Linked DNA regions of Canis lupus: region 2 is linked to region 1. The links are chromatin contacts, called in public Hi-C maps. All regions are on one chromosome and are shown on one strand. The core of a region is the stretch at or near the end of the contact, and the rest is flanking DNA. Distances in the headings are between cores, read along the strand shown.

The links. A called contact is a pair of places that touch in the nucleus more often than the background predicts.
Region 2: a contact with region 1 is called in a Hi-C map of blood, with 3 times the contacts expected there. The contact joins the enhancer-like site here to the promoter of TGIF1 in region 1. A contact is called at or near these places in 3 of 9 Hi-C or Micro-C datasets (amygdala and blood).

The regions. Positions count from the first base shown.
Region 1 is chr7:70,106,349-70,112,572 of UU_Cfam_GSD_1.0, reverse strand. TGIF1 (homeobox protein TGIF1) reads right to left here and starts at 3,893. Exons shown (of 4, transcript XM_038543730.1): 1 at 3,672-3,893; 2 at 2,824-3,143. The coding sequence starts at 2,839. LOC111096808 (a long non-coding RNA gene) reads left to right here and starts at 5,166. Exons shown (of 5, transcript XR_005362609.1): 1 at 5,166-5,353; 2 at 6,140-6,205.
Region 2 is chr7:70,226,333-70,232,808 of UU_Cfam_GSD_1.0, reverse strand. The region is part of intron 9 of DLGAP1 (disks large-associated protein 1); the gene reads left to right. Among named protein-coding and RNA genes, the nearest start is that of TGIF1, 120 kb to the right of the region's middle. Within about 2 kb of position 3,743, at least 11 of the 20 cell types and tissues checked have an H3K27ac peak or open chromatin away from gene starts, as enhancers often do. A contact at or near this core is called in blood, where this site is marked.

The sequences.
Region 1 (6,224 bases), core at 2,644-5,143:
CTGTGGATCCCACGGTTCTAAAAATCAATCTTTTCCTGATAGGAACTGGGGTTGGGGGTGGCGAGGGAAGGCCAGAGGCCGTGGCTGTGAAGTTGGGACTTTTTAGAAGAGCCTAGAAAAGGATCTAGAAATAGGAATAATCGAAGGAAAAGTTGAAGTAGACCATCAGGAGAAAGGAAACGTAGCCTAACAAGTCTCCTGATTAGAATATCTCCGGAGATGCCACGGGAACCGTGGTCAACATCCCAGGCACAAACTCCAAGGTGCACTTGGCTGGACCCGGCCGTGGAGCAGGTCGAAAGCAAGAATTGCAAATTGTCAGAAACTAGCAGCAAAGAAGACGTCGGGGATTTTCCTCCCTGAATCTTCTTTGCTGGTCTTAAAGCCACTTTGTGGGGTGGGATCTCTTTGATATCCTCCGCTTTCTCGAGGCCAGACAACTACGATCACAAACCACGCTTACCAAATCCCGGGCCCCCGAGTGCTTTTGTTTGCAAGAAAACTTGAAAAGATTTCCACAGACTTATCAGACAAACCGTGCAACTCCACAAGCCAGGCTGGGCAGAGCTCTCCCCGGCTCCTGGGCTGAGCCGACCCGCAACGCGGGCCCCCTCCGAGGTCGTTTTAGGAAAGCGGCGGGGAGGCAGGCCGCGGGAGGACGGCGGGCGGGAGGAGCCCGGGCGGGAGCACGGCCGGAGAGCTTTTGTTCTTGCGCTGAGCTCGCCCCTCCAGCTGCACGTCCCGAGGACTTCGGGAGTTTCAGATTACAAGGAGAAACGAGAAATGGTGCCGTGAATCTCGGGGGTCTGCCCACCCTCAATAGTATTTGCCGGGAAAACCTAAAAAGGGAAAGAAGCCGGGCAATCTCAGCAGTCTCGGCTCCCCCGCACAGGCTCTGAACCAGTCGCAAAGTTTCCCTTCCTACACGTCACCTTTCATTGTTTCCAGGAGTCGGCGCTCGGTAGCAGGACCTCGCGCGCCCGGGGCCGCTGACCCCGAATGTCCCCACCCCGCGGCCGGCAGGTCCCAGCCTCGTTCCCCGGCTGGGAGCGGGGGATGGGGGGGGGATGGAGAGAGAGCGGGAGGCACCCCGGGGGGGCTCCCGGGAAGGACCGGGGGCGCTGGAGGCGGGGGGCGGGGGGAGACGAAGAGAGCGGGGGAGCGCCCCCGGGGGCTGCGGGGGAAGACCAGCCGGGCTTGATCAACACCTTGCCCGGCGCAGCCCAAACAATGGGGGGGAGCCCGCCCCCGGCGGAAACGCAGCTTTGCTTGCGGCTCCTAAGCACCACTCTGCAAAAACAAAACCCCAACTGAACGCCGTCAGCAGCGCCAGGAGAGGGAGGCCGCCTTCCACTACGGATCCAGACCCCGGCGGAGGGGACACGGCCTTGCAGGCGCTCCCCGCTCGGTTCCTTCCCAGCCCCGTTACGTAGCCGAGCCTCTAAGCCCTCAACATGCTCTCGGAGCCCTCCCACCAACTCCGATGAGCGCCCCAGCTCTTGACGTTTTAATTTTACTTTCGCTGGGGAGGCACCGGCTGAGAAGCTCCGCCTGAGAAGCCACCAGCCCAGAATGAAAGGGAACAGAACTCCAAGGTGGAAAAACGTGGCCGAAGGGACCCCCTCGGGTAGAAGGCTGCCCCACTAGCAACATTGGGCTTCTAACTGCACGGGCTGGAGGAGTCTGAAAGAATGTGGAGTTACAAAAACTCCGGACGCTCCTGGGCATGCGCAGCAGCTCTCCCCCCCCCCCCCCCCCCGCCGCCCCCGCGCTGCCTTCCCCGAGCGATTAACTTCTGTTTTGAACCACTCCACATAAATCACAACAGAAAAGCCAACTCTGGCTCGCCACGGAACGTTCGGGGTACCTCCCAGCCAGGGGCTCAAAAGTTTAACTTCAAAAGGGAGTTAACTTCTTTTTTTTTTTTTTTTTGGCCTTTCGTGGGGGTGGGTTTCTTGTTGCCGGTTTCTCCCTTTCTGTGTATTTTGTTTTTAAACCAGACTGACGGCAAGTTTTAGTTGTAACGCGTCCAGGACGCTTCGTGGAAACAATGACAGGCTCGCTCTGTGCACTTACAACCAAGCCTGCTTGTCACACTTGGACTCGTTCGGACTCCACGCCGCGGTAAGCGGCTCGCCCTCCGTCCTAACTCTTCATCTCGCCCCAAATCCATCGTGGGAAAACTTTGAGAGGCTGGGAGTTTCTAAAAGTCTTAACTTTGCAAGGCCACCGACGCCGCAGGGCGGTGTGGGGGCCCGAGCTGCATTCCTTCGATCGTGAAAACACCCCATCCCCAGTGAGGAGGGTGCCCGGGCCCAGCTGCGGGGGAGGGAGTGGGGGCCCAGGAGCCCAACTTTCAGACAAAGGCGCCTCCGCTCCGCAGTCCCGGCCGCCCCGGGTCCCGGCCCGGAGAATCGGGGTGGGGGTCTCCCCCCGCCCGCCGACCCCGGCCCCCATCTCGGCCCGCGAGGACCAGCTAGAAGCCACGCGGCCGCCCCGCGGAGCGTGGGGGTGTCGGCGGAGACAATGAAACTTGGAGGCGCACAAACAAGGCGCTGAGCGTGTTTCTTGACAACGTGCCAGCAGCGTGGAGAGGCCCGTCTCCCCACAACAGCCCCTCGTGTTGTGTCTAGGAGGAAAACGGCAACTGCCATTGCAGACGCAGCCCCAACAAAGAGAAACGGCCGCGGTTCCTGCCCGAGAGCCCCGGGGCTGAAAAGTCCCCCAAGTCCCTCTCGCCCCAAGCCCGGCGGGGCCCGGCGAGCACGTTTCCCCGGGACCCGGGACCCGCGCCCACGGCCGGCCCAGCCCACGGAGGCTTACCTTTCTTGCTCTTCATTCTGGAGCTCCCCTTCCAGCGCGAGGCGATGCTGGGGTCTCGAGGGGCCAGGAGCGGGGCCGAAGGGGGCACGCGATTGTCCTCCTTCCCCGCCGACTCTCCCGTAACTTGTAGGACGCGCTCCAGCCGTTATTGCTAATCCAGGCGCTCGGATCCCAGGCGCCCGCTCCTCGGGTGGGATTCAAGTGACACTTGGGCGTCCTCCGGCCGGGATCTTCGGGCAGCCGGCTGGGGGCTCTCCCTCGCCCAACTCGCTCCCCTCCCCTCTCCTTTGTTCCCCGCTCCTGCTCGGCGTACCTCGGCGCTGTCAGAGTGAGAGAGGCGGAGAGGGAAGGTACAGGAGGTCCTGCCTCCGCCCCCAGCCGCCCGCCCCGTCCCCCTCCCGCCCCGCCGCTCCTCCGCCCCTCCCCCGCCCCTTCCAGGCCGGGAGGACGGCACCGAGCGCTCCGGCCGCGCGGCCGCTCTCCGCGCCTCCCGGGCCGCTGTCACCCGTCCCTCGTGGGGGCGGCGGAGCCCAGAACCTCGAGCCTTCCTCCTTGCCGCGCGCACGCCGCCCGCATCCCTCGCTCGGCGGCGGCGACAGCAGCCGAGCGCCCGGGTTTCTCCTTCGGGCCTTTCTTCCTGGGGCTGGCGAGGGTGCGTTTGGTTAGGAAATTGCAACAGATGGAAAAAGGCTGCCCCCTCCTCCACCCCAGGGAAGAAAAGGCTCCCCTCTCGTTTTTTGACAGCTGCCCCAAGCTCCACCGTCCCGGCTCTAGCCGCAGGAGAAGACAGCTGCTTCTGATTCAAGGGGCGGGGCACCGCAGGAAAAGTATTCAGGACAAGAACCAACTTCTTCCAGAATGCGCGGCTGCCATTGACACGCGGGCGCGGCGCGGCGCACCCTGCTCCTCCGGGGCTCTTCCTCCAACGGCGACGGCGGTGGGTGGGGGGAGGAGAGCGAGACACAGACACCCCAGGCAAGTGTCTGTTACCCCGGGCTAGAGCTGCGAGTTCCGGGCTGGATTGCAAGGCAGTTTCAAAATCTAACACGTTGCGGACAGACACTTGTCATGCTCACATGCTCTTTAAAAGTCTCAGCTTGGGGACTGCCCGGGCGCGCGCCCGCCCCGCTGCAAACACTCGGCCCGAAGCCCCCCCGCACCCCCCCCGCGGGTCGCCGCGGACCCAGGCAGCTGCCGCCCTCAAGGAAAGGGGCGACCACACGGGGGGGGCGGGGGGGCGGGGGGGCTGCTCCACTGTTTCGGTAAAGTCTACTTTTAGGACTTGGTTAAGGGACCCCTTCTCCCCTCGCGTATTTCAAACAGAAACTGGCCATTGAGTAAACACATGTTCCTGTTGGTTTATTTTGGTTGAGAGTTGGGGCTCCAACAGGAGTTCCTTGATGAGATTACCCTGGTAAAGGACCAGATGCTGTTTGGCTGATTTCAAGAAACGCCTGCCTCCTCCCCGCCCTCCCCACTAGGTCCAGTTTTCTCGTGTGTGTCTCGTTGTTTTGAAGTAAACGAACTGTCGCATGTCACTGTAAGACTTTCCCCATCACTAAAAAAAAAAAAAAAAAAAAGAGCCAAACCGTAAATAAGCCTAGCAGAGACGTCAGCGCCCGAGTCTGCCTCCAGTTTCGGCTCTGAGCTGTTTTTGTTTTGTAACCTCGATGGAGAAGCCGGCAGGAAAAGCTCCGTGGAAATAAGGTTAAACCCGAGGAGGACTCAGGCAGCCAAACGATGACTAACTAGACTTTGGAGCCTCTGTTTTAGGATTACAGCGAAAATTAAAGCCAGCCTCCCACCCACTCGCCGTCCTAAAAAAAAAAAAAAAAAAAAAAAAAGAAAGACACCCCCGCCTCGAGAGTGAATTAGGGTTAGAGTTTACAAAGCTTGGGTGGTTTTACCAATTACAGGGCTTAAAATGAATAAACAAGGAAAAAGGCGTCATTCTAAGAAGGCTGCAACCTTACGATTTTTTCTTCTTCCGTGGCTCGCCGACTGCTCGGCACCTAAGAGAGCACACATCTAAAAGGGCAAAGGAGGGGGCCACATGGTCCTGGGGGAAACCACCAGCCGGGAAGCTACCCTGCAACTTGCTGGAGCGAAGTTCCTTCCCCGGGCCTGGCTGGAGATGAATCAGCTGCTGCGCCCGAGCGCCGGACAGATGTGGGGCGGGGAGGGGGGGCCGCCCGTTGCAGGGCCGCGGCGTTCTCGCATTTGAAGGGTTGTTTGTTGCTGGGATTGGTGGCTCGAATCCGTTGGGGAACTGGGAGGAGGGAGGAGGGAGGAGAGACGCAGGGAGGAGGAGCCGGGGGCCGGCTGACGCCGCGACTCCGAGGTCTGAGTGGCAGGAGCCCCGTCCGGCCCCGGGCGGTTACTGGGGAGACGCTTTGTTTGCTAACTTCGAAAGCCGCGCTCGGAGCCGCTCGGCCCTGCACGCCTCCCGGGCGGCTAAGCCCGACCCCCAAACGCTTCCTTCTGCGTGGTTATCCTTGGCCACGCGGTGGCTCTCATTAGGTGCACAAAGGTATCTTTTTCTTCGTCTAAGAGGACTTGGCTAATTACCGCGATTCTCAGGCAACCGGGATGGAAACCGAGAGTCGAAGCGACTTTACAGCTAGAAAACAAACTTTACGGGGGAAGGAGGAGGGGCGGGGGAGAATTAAAAGCTTCTTTCAAATTGCGAGGAGGAAAAGAAGTCCAACCTTAAACTCCCTGGCTGGAGGGCCGGCTTGATCCGGCCAGGGCTCACCTTTTGCTCGAGCGAGCGAAACCTATCCGAGCTGTTATTAAATCTGATGAGATGCTCCAAAGAGGAACACGGGCACCGTTCAGCGTGATGGCCTTTCCAGTAGATACCCCACCCCCACCCCCACCCCCACCCAAGGCAGGTCCCAAACTTGTTTGGAGCTTTGGGTTGTTGTTGCATTCTGGGAAGAAAGTGCCTGGAGTCTGCATAACACTGGGAAGAAAAACAACCAAAAAGAGTGGGCTCGAAAAACCAGCAATGGCTTAGGATATTTTTTTTTTGTTGTTTATTTGCTTTTCTCAAGGTGGAAAAACAAGTTTTAGTTCTGGCTCTGTCAGTCCCTTCATGTCTCAGGCAGGGCCTATTAAACTGATCCAGTGACTTTTGAGTTTTCTTTCCAGGGCTGAAAGAAATGATGATACCCATTCGCTTTTGCTACCTATTACTTGCTGAATTCAGATGAATGTTAAATTGGAAGGATATGGGAGTAAAGGCGAGAAGGTGCTTGGTGCTGGAGAAGGCGGCTGATAAATATTTTCACCATTATTTATTTTTTCCCTTCAGGCACACATAGTTCCATTTGGTGTCATCTTTTGAAGCTGCCTCAAGGCCAAGAAAAGACAGAGTTGTGTAAGTTAAGTTTACTCTT
Region 2 (6,476 bases), core at 2,494-4,993, 120 kb before region 1:
TTTCCATACCAACCGTAAAGGCTGACTGGAGGGCCAAAGTCCTGTTTGGAGCATGGCATGGGCCGAGAGCTCCGGGGACACCTGGACAGTCCCTCTCTGCCTCTATGTCCTCCTCTGTCCAGGCAGTTGGGTAAGGAGCTGTCATTTGTAAGCACTGGCTCAGCTCCTTGAGACTCAGCAGCAGGCTGGTATCCTTCCTGGGCCGAGTGGGCTGACCGAAACAGTTCTACAGACTAACCCAGACAGTTTTCCTGTTTTTCCTTTGAAAAGGGGGGTTTCAGAGAGGAAGAGGAATGGAGTGGGATGAATAATGAACTGCCTAACTCCACACACCAGGGTGTCCTATGGCCTCCCACGTGCCCTGCTCTGCAGACCCGGGTAATCACTCCTCATCATGCTGAAACCAACAGGAAGGAATGGTGGATGCATTTTCTTTCTTTTATGCTTCCCCACATATCCTGTTTTCCCAAGTTTGGGGATTTGAGCTTGCCTTGTGCAAAAGCTTCTGCTCCAGGCCAAGCCCTCCCTGCACACCCTCCATCCACAAGGCAGCAGAAGCAGGCGACTTTGATAGGGCCGCCCTGTTTCCAAAGCCCAGAGAGCTTGACAGGCAGTAGGGGTTACTGACAGAGCCAGCTGGAAGTTTCCGTTAGGACTTAGCCAGACGAGACTGGTGACATACACAGTTTTGTGCACAGGTCACTGTCTACACGGCCAACTCACTTTCTTAAGGGGGACAAGTTGGCAGCATGTGTCTGATGCCTCACTGCTCCTAACTACTGTTAGCTACTCCCATACAGACCCGGGGTTAGGTGGGCTTGAGTTCTTTTTTTTTTTTTTTTTTTTAAGATTTTATTTACTTATTCATGAGAGACACAGAGAGAGGCAGAGACACAGGCAGAGGGAGAAGCAAGCTCCTCAAAGGGAGCCCGATGTGGGACTCAATCCCAGGACCCCGGAATCACACGCTGAGCCAAAGGCGGATGCTCAACCACTGAACCACCCACGTGTCCCAGGTGGGCTTGAGTTCTACTTTACCAGTCCCAAAATGACACGACAGGAGAGTCCTGTTTGTTTGTGTGATTCCATTACAGACTTTTCCTTGTATCCCAGGCTCCAGGTCCCATTGTGCAGGTGATACTAATTCTCATGAAATAAGACCAAGAGGTAAAGAAAGTTCTGGGCTCGCAGATATCCATCTTGTGCAAGCAGAGAATAGCAGGATAATAAGAGGGCAAAGAAAGGAAACTGCACGGGGTAAAAACAGCATCACAGGCCTCTCACATAGCCATCTGCTGAGGTTCATAGGTAAAGCCAGAGGATGGAGGAAGTTTGGTGAATAATCCATAGGACCAACTGCTTTCAGCTGATACTAGGTCGGGCTTTTGCCTACTAGCTCGTGGTGAAAGTTGGCCAGTCGCAATTGCACTCGGCCAGCCCTCAGCCAATGCCAAAGAGAAGTGGGCGTCGGTGACAGGAGATTCAACTGTAAGACCCAAGGTCACCCAGAATGGCTGCTGAGTAGTCATTTCACTTCCGCCCCAGTGACTTCCCTATCCTGATTAGTGGTCCTTTTTTCCTTTTTCTCCAGGAAGTGCCTTTTCATCCCTGTTCATTCCTTCAGGTAACAAGTACTTTACTACGGTCCTACCATGTGCCATGCGTGTTTCAAGCACTGTGGTCACCATGAAAAAAAACGGACAACAGTGCCTGACCTGGTGGTTCTTACATTCTTAACTAAATTCCTTTCTCAGAATTCCTAGTCAGGAAAAAAAAAAAAAAAATCACCTACAGAGACTATAGGAAAGTATCACTGTGAAGTGACCTCTGACAAGAAATCAAAGCTTGATGAAAAGCTTAAAAAAAAAAAAATCCTTCCCTGCTCCTGGCACCATCCCTACCCCCAGGCCTTGTAGGCATGTTGTTCTTTGGCAAGACCCAGTCTGCACTAACCTGAGGGGTTGGTAGACCAACTGCCCAAACAGGAAACCTTATATAATTCGGTAACCCTGACCTTGGGCCCTGAATCTTCCCCTCCTGTAAACAATCCATTCAATCCAGGAAAACCTGCAGACCGGCTGGGACAAATTTTGAAAAACACACACAAAGTTACAAACATTGAAAAAAATCCCTAAGTCCTAGAGGAAGTGATATATCTGACTCAATGGTAGAAATCACTTCATAAAGTGATGGAACAAATGGAAACTTAATCCTAACAGATGAAACTGCCAGGGCAGTCACTTCTGTACATGGATGACTCAACAGCACCTGTTGGAAAGACCAGGAAAATGAGCCGTGAAATTCTGATCACATTCCCTTCTGGAAGCAATGGCCCTGCCTTGCAAATTAGTAAGCCCAGTGTTCTCAACATCCTAGTTCTTAAGAAGGAAGGCTATGACTCACCGTGGCTACTGGTCAAATGATTCTTACTCAGAGCCGTGGGCTTTTAATCTTTAGTATTAAATGGTCTAAGCAAATACTAGCCAAATGTCTGTCTACTTCAAGATGTTCCTTTGAAATGATTGATTTCAGGCAACAACTGGTTTTCCATATGGTAACCCTCAATTTCTAATATTATTTAACTTGCTGCCAAACTTCATTAAAAGTCCACATTAGAAGTTTTAGACTAAAGTCCCTTGGACCTGGGCCTTCTAAAATGACTTTCCTCCAAACATCATTGAACTTCCTTTAATTTAGTTAATTAATGGAACTTTCTGAAGAGCACAGTTACTTTGATCTAAACCTCTTGCTTGGTTTCCAGTTAACATTTCCAGAGAGGGAGAAAGAACGGATGCCCTCACAACTGGCTGGAGCTATCAGCAGCTCGCAACTGTAGCCATTCCTCCAAATCAAGAAACACCAGAAGGGAGAGTACCTGAGAGAAAGAAGACTGGTTAAAAACAGTGCCCTTGGCATTTCTGTGGGTGTTTGCCCCACACGGAGATAAAAGAGCTAAACTGGTACTGCAAGCCCTGCTTTCTGGGAAGCTGGGCCTGCAGTCTGGAAATCCTAAATAATCCTTGCAAGTAGACTAACTGGAAACCAGAGATGTGAATTAGAAATGCCTCCGCCCCAGAGAAAGGTTTCTGCATACAACTCACGTAAAAAAGATAAAAATGGAAAATGCAAGTCTCACCCAGCAGGAGTGCTCAGTTTCTTGGCTCTTAATCCTTGCTGCCATCCACCTAACCAAACGGGCGGCAGCAGTTCTTGCTTTAGGGTAAAATTCTTGTTGCGGTGAGAGTTTAAAAGCAGGGCATTCTGAATGTTGACTAACACTCCCGGTGTTTCTTTCCGGAAGTCAAAGCCTAGCAAAGACGTCCACCACCACCCCACCCCACCCCCACCCCCACCCCCACCCCCGCATAGCCTGACTTGACTTACCTTGGAGCTAGGCCGCGGATTTGCAGGTACCTCGGTGCTCTTCCGAGTTTAGCCACAAGGTGGCACCCGAGAGCAGGGCTGCCGGCAGCGCTACCTTTTTCGCAGCTCCTTGGCCCCGGGCATGGGGGGGGGGCGGGGCGGGGTATGGAGGTGCTGGGAGGGGAGCTGCAGTTGGCTTTAAAAAAAAAAAAAAATCCACTTGTCCTCTGAAGTCATGCCACTTGCCACTTTCTAAAGCAAAGGTTGCCACGTTACCTGTTGCCAGGTTCCTGGGAGTGCTTGGGGGAAAATGTGGGCGAGAAAGGTACAGCACAAAGTCCTCCAGCTTGGTGCCTTTCAAGCTCTTTGGACGGGGCTGGCGCTGACATTTGCAGCGCAGCTGCCGCGCATCGCCCGAGCATTGTTCGGTCGTGGTGCTAACAGAGGAGTGGCTGCCTGTTACATCATTTCCAGGCATGAAGTGCCTGGGGCTCTTCCCCACCCCTCCCCACCCACCCCCCCTTTTAATGACTAACTCCGCGCCCTCCTTCCCGGGAGGTCGGGACAGTGCAGGCTCTGTGCGCCGCGGCCTCACCTCGGGAAGCCCAAGGATTGTAGCAACGTGTTAAAACAACTTGGGTGCCTCTTAGAAAAGAAGAGGGGGGGAGGGGGGAGCTGTGACCGAAACAAACCTTTCCATTCTTCCCGGGGAGAACAATGTGCTGCTTGAGGAGCAGCGGCGCGGCGGGGCGAGCTCTGCCCCCCGCGGGAGCCGCCTGCGATCGGGCGCGGATCTCCCAGCCAGACAAGCCGAGGCTTGGGGCGCGCGTCTGGCGTTGGAAGCGTCTGGAACACCGGCAGCTCCCAGCTGGCAAGTCTTACGACCGGGGAGTCAGGAGCGCGCCCCTCCCTCGGTCCACACAAGCGCGCTGTTCTCTGCTTGGACCCAGAAAACCTTCCCGAGGCCCTGCGGTTTCCGTGCAGGACGGTTAGCGGGACCCGCTCCCGGGCCCCCCCATCCCCCCGCCCCGGGCCAACCCCCTCCCCGGGGGACCCAGGCCTCCCCCGCGCCGCGCTCTGGGTGGCCCGGAGACGCTCAGCTGTAAATATTTTGAAACGACGGAGCGATTTTTCCATGTCTATATTTTGTTTTGGGGAGTTCCTCCTCTTTTTTTTTCCTTGGGGGGGTGGGGGGGGACAGTATTTTCATCTTGCCAGAAGGAGCACAGGCGCAGCAGAGCGGCTGGAGGGGCTGGGGAGGAGGGGGGATCTTCAGCAGGTTGCACGCCCAGCGCGGAGCCCGACTCTTGCAACACTTTTTTTTTTTTTTAAGATTTTATTTATTTATTCACGATAGAGAGAGAGAGAGGCAGAGACACAGGCAGAGGGAGGAGCAGGCTCCATGCAGGGAGCCCGACGTGGGACTCGATCCCGGGGGCTCTAGGATCACACCTTGGGCCAAAGGCAGGCGCTAAACCGCTGAGCCACCCAGGGATCCCACACTTTTTTTTTTAAGATTTTATTTATTCATGAGAGACAGAGAGAGAGAGAGAGAGGCAGAGACACAGGCAGACGGAGAAGCAGGCTCCATGCAGGGAGCCCGATGCGGGGGCTCGATCCCGGGCCTCCAGGGTCACGCCCTGGGCCGAAGGCGGACACTCAGCCGCGGAGCCACCCCGGGATCCCGCAGCGCTTTGAACCGTGCGGCTGGTGCACCCCTCGCTGGCCACCCCAGATGTGTTCGGTCTCCATGCCTTTGACAGGTTCCGGCAGGGTGCCAAGCACAGCAATGGGGAGCGTTAGGGGGCATTTTCTCACGAGAAGCATGATAGACTGTACTGGACAAGGCGTTTAATCGAAGTTTTGTTGGGCAGCTGGTTGCAGGCGGTTTGGGGGAAGGAAGAGAACTGGGAACGAGGCCTCCTCCGACTTAGGCAGACTCCACTACTTAGTAGCTGTGTAAGATAAAGACCTCAGTTACCTGCTCTGAGCCTCTCTGTCTTACCATCAAACAAATGGGGGTGGCAAGAGCTTCCTCTGTCATGACATCATGTCTATTAAATACTTAGCACAGTGTGTTATGGAGCAAGGATTCACCCTGGTGATTTGGTTCACCTCAGGGCAGGTCAAGAGCCTGAACTAAAGGGGCACCGGGCTGGCTCAGCTGGTGAAGCACAGGAGTCGCCATCCCTGGGGACTGTGAATTCAATTCAAGCCTCATGGTGGATGTAGAGCTTAAAAAATAAAAAAGAGTCTGGACTAATGTTCCATCTTATCATTGTTTTCACCTGGGTTTGTGCCTTTCACTGTGAAGGACTCAAGCCAGAAGGCTGGTTTGTCTGGCACTTGGTGGGAGAGGAGCCCCGCCTGTGTGGCATGCCACCCCCGGGAGCCTGACCTCCAGTTGGTTGCCAGTTCGGCACGCCTGGGCCTCCTTGATGCGAAGCAGCAGCAGCAAATTTCTCTTATTAGCAGCTTTACCCTCGCCTGTGCCAGAACGCATTCCCAGGATGCCAGAACATTGGTCATTGCTACCAAACATCCTTGTTGGTAATGCTCCCTAACGGCTTCTCTTGGCTTCCTTCTTCAGCTTTTTCACATCACTCTCAATGGGTCTCTACTTCTCAATTTTTTTCTACCTTTTATTCATATTCATAAAACCACAGGAGCTTCAGTTTGAAAGAAATCTTGTCACCTACGGCAGGCTCCTCTCACATGGTGGTACAATCTTAATAACTGCCCAGCCAAAAGATGAGCTGGTCTGTGCTTCACACGTCCAGAGACCAAAAGATCACTACCCAGCAAGGGCCCCATATTCCACCTTTGGACAACTGACTACTAGAGAACTATTCTTCCTACCTTTGTGATTTCCCACGGGGCCTTATACAGAACTAGTCCATGCCAACGTTGAGGCAAGAGCCTTCAAAATCATTGGAAATTCTTCCGCCTTCCTTCTCTTGCAAACCAAACATCCCCTCTCCTTAATCCACTCCTCTTAAGAGATGGTTTTTCTTTCCTCGGAGCACTTTGCAATTTCCCCTTAAAGAGAAGAGCCCGGAATGAAATGCAGCACCACAATCCTCCCCTTGTTCTAGACATCACATTTGTACTCC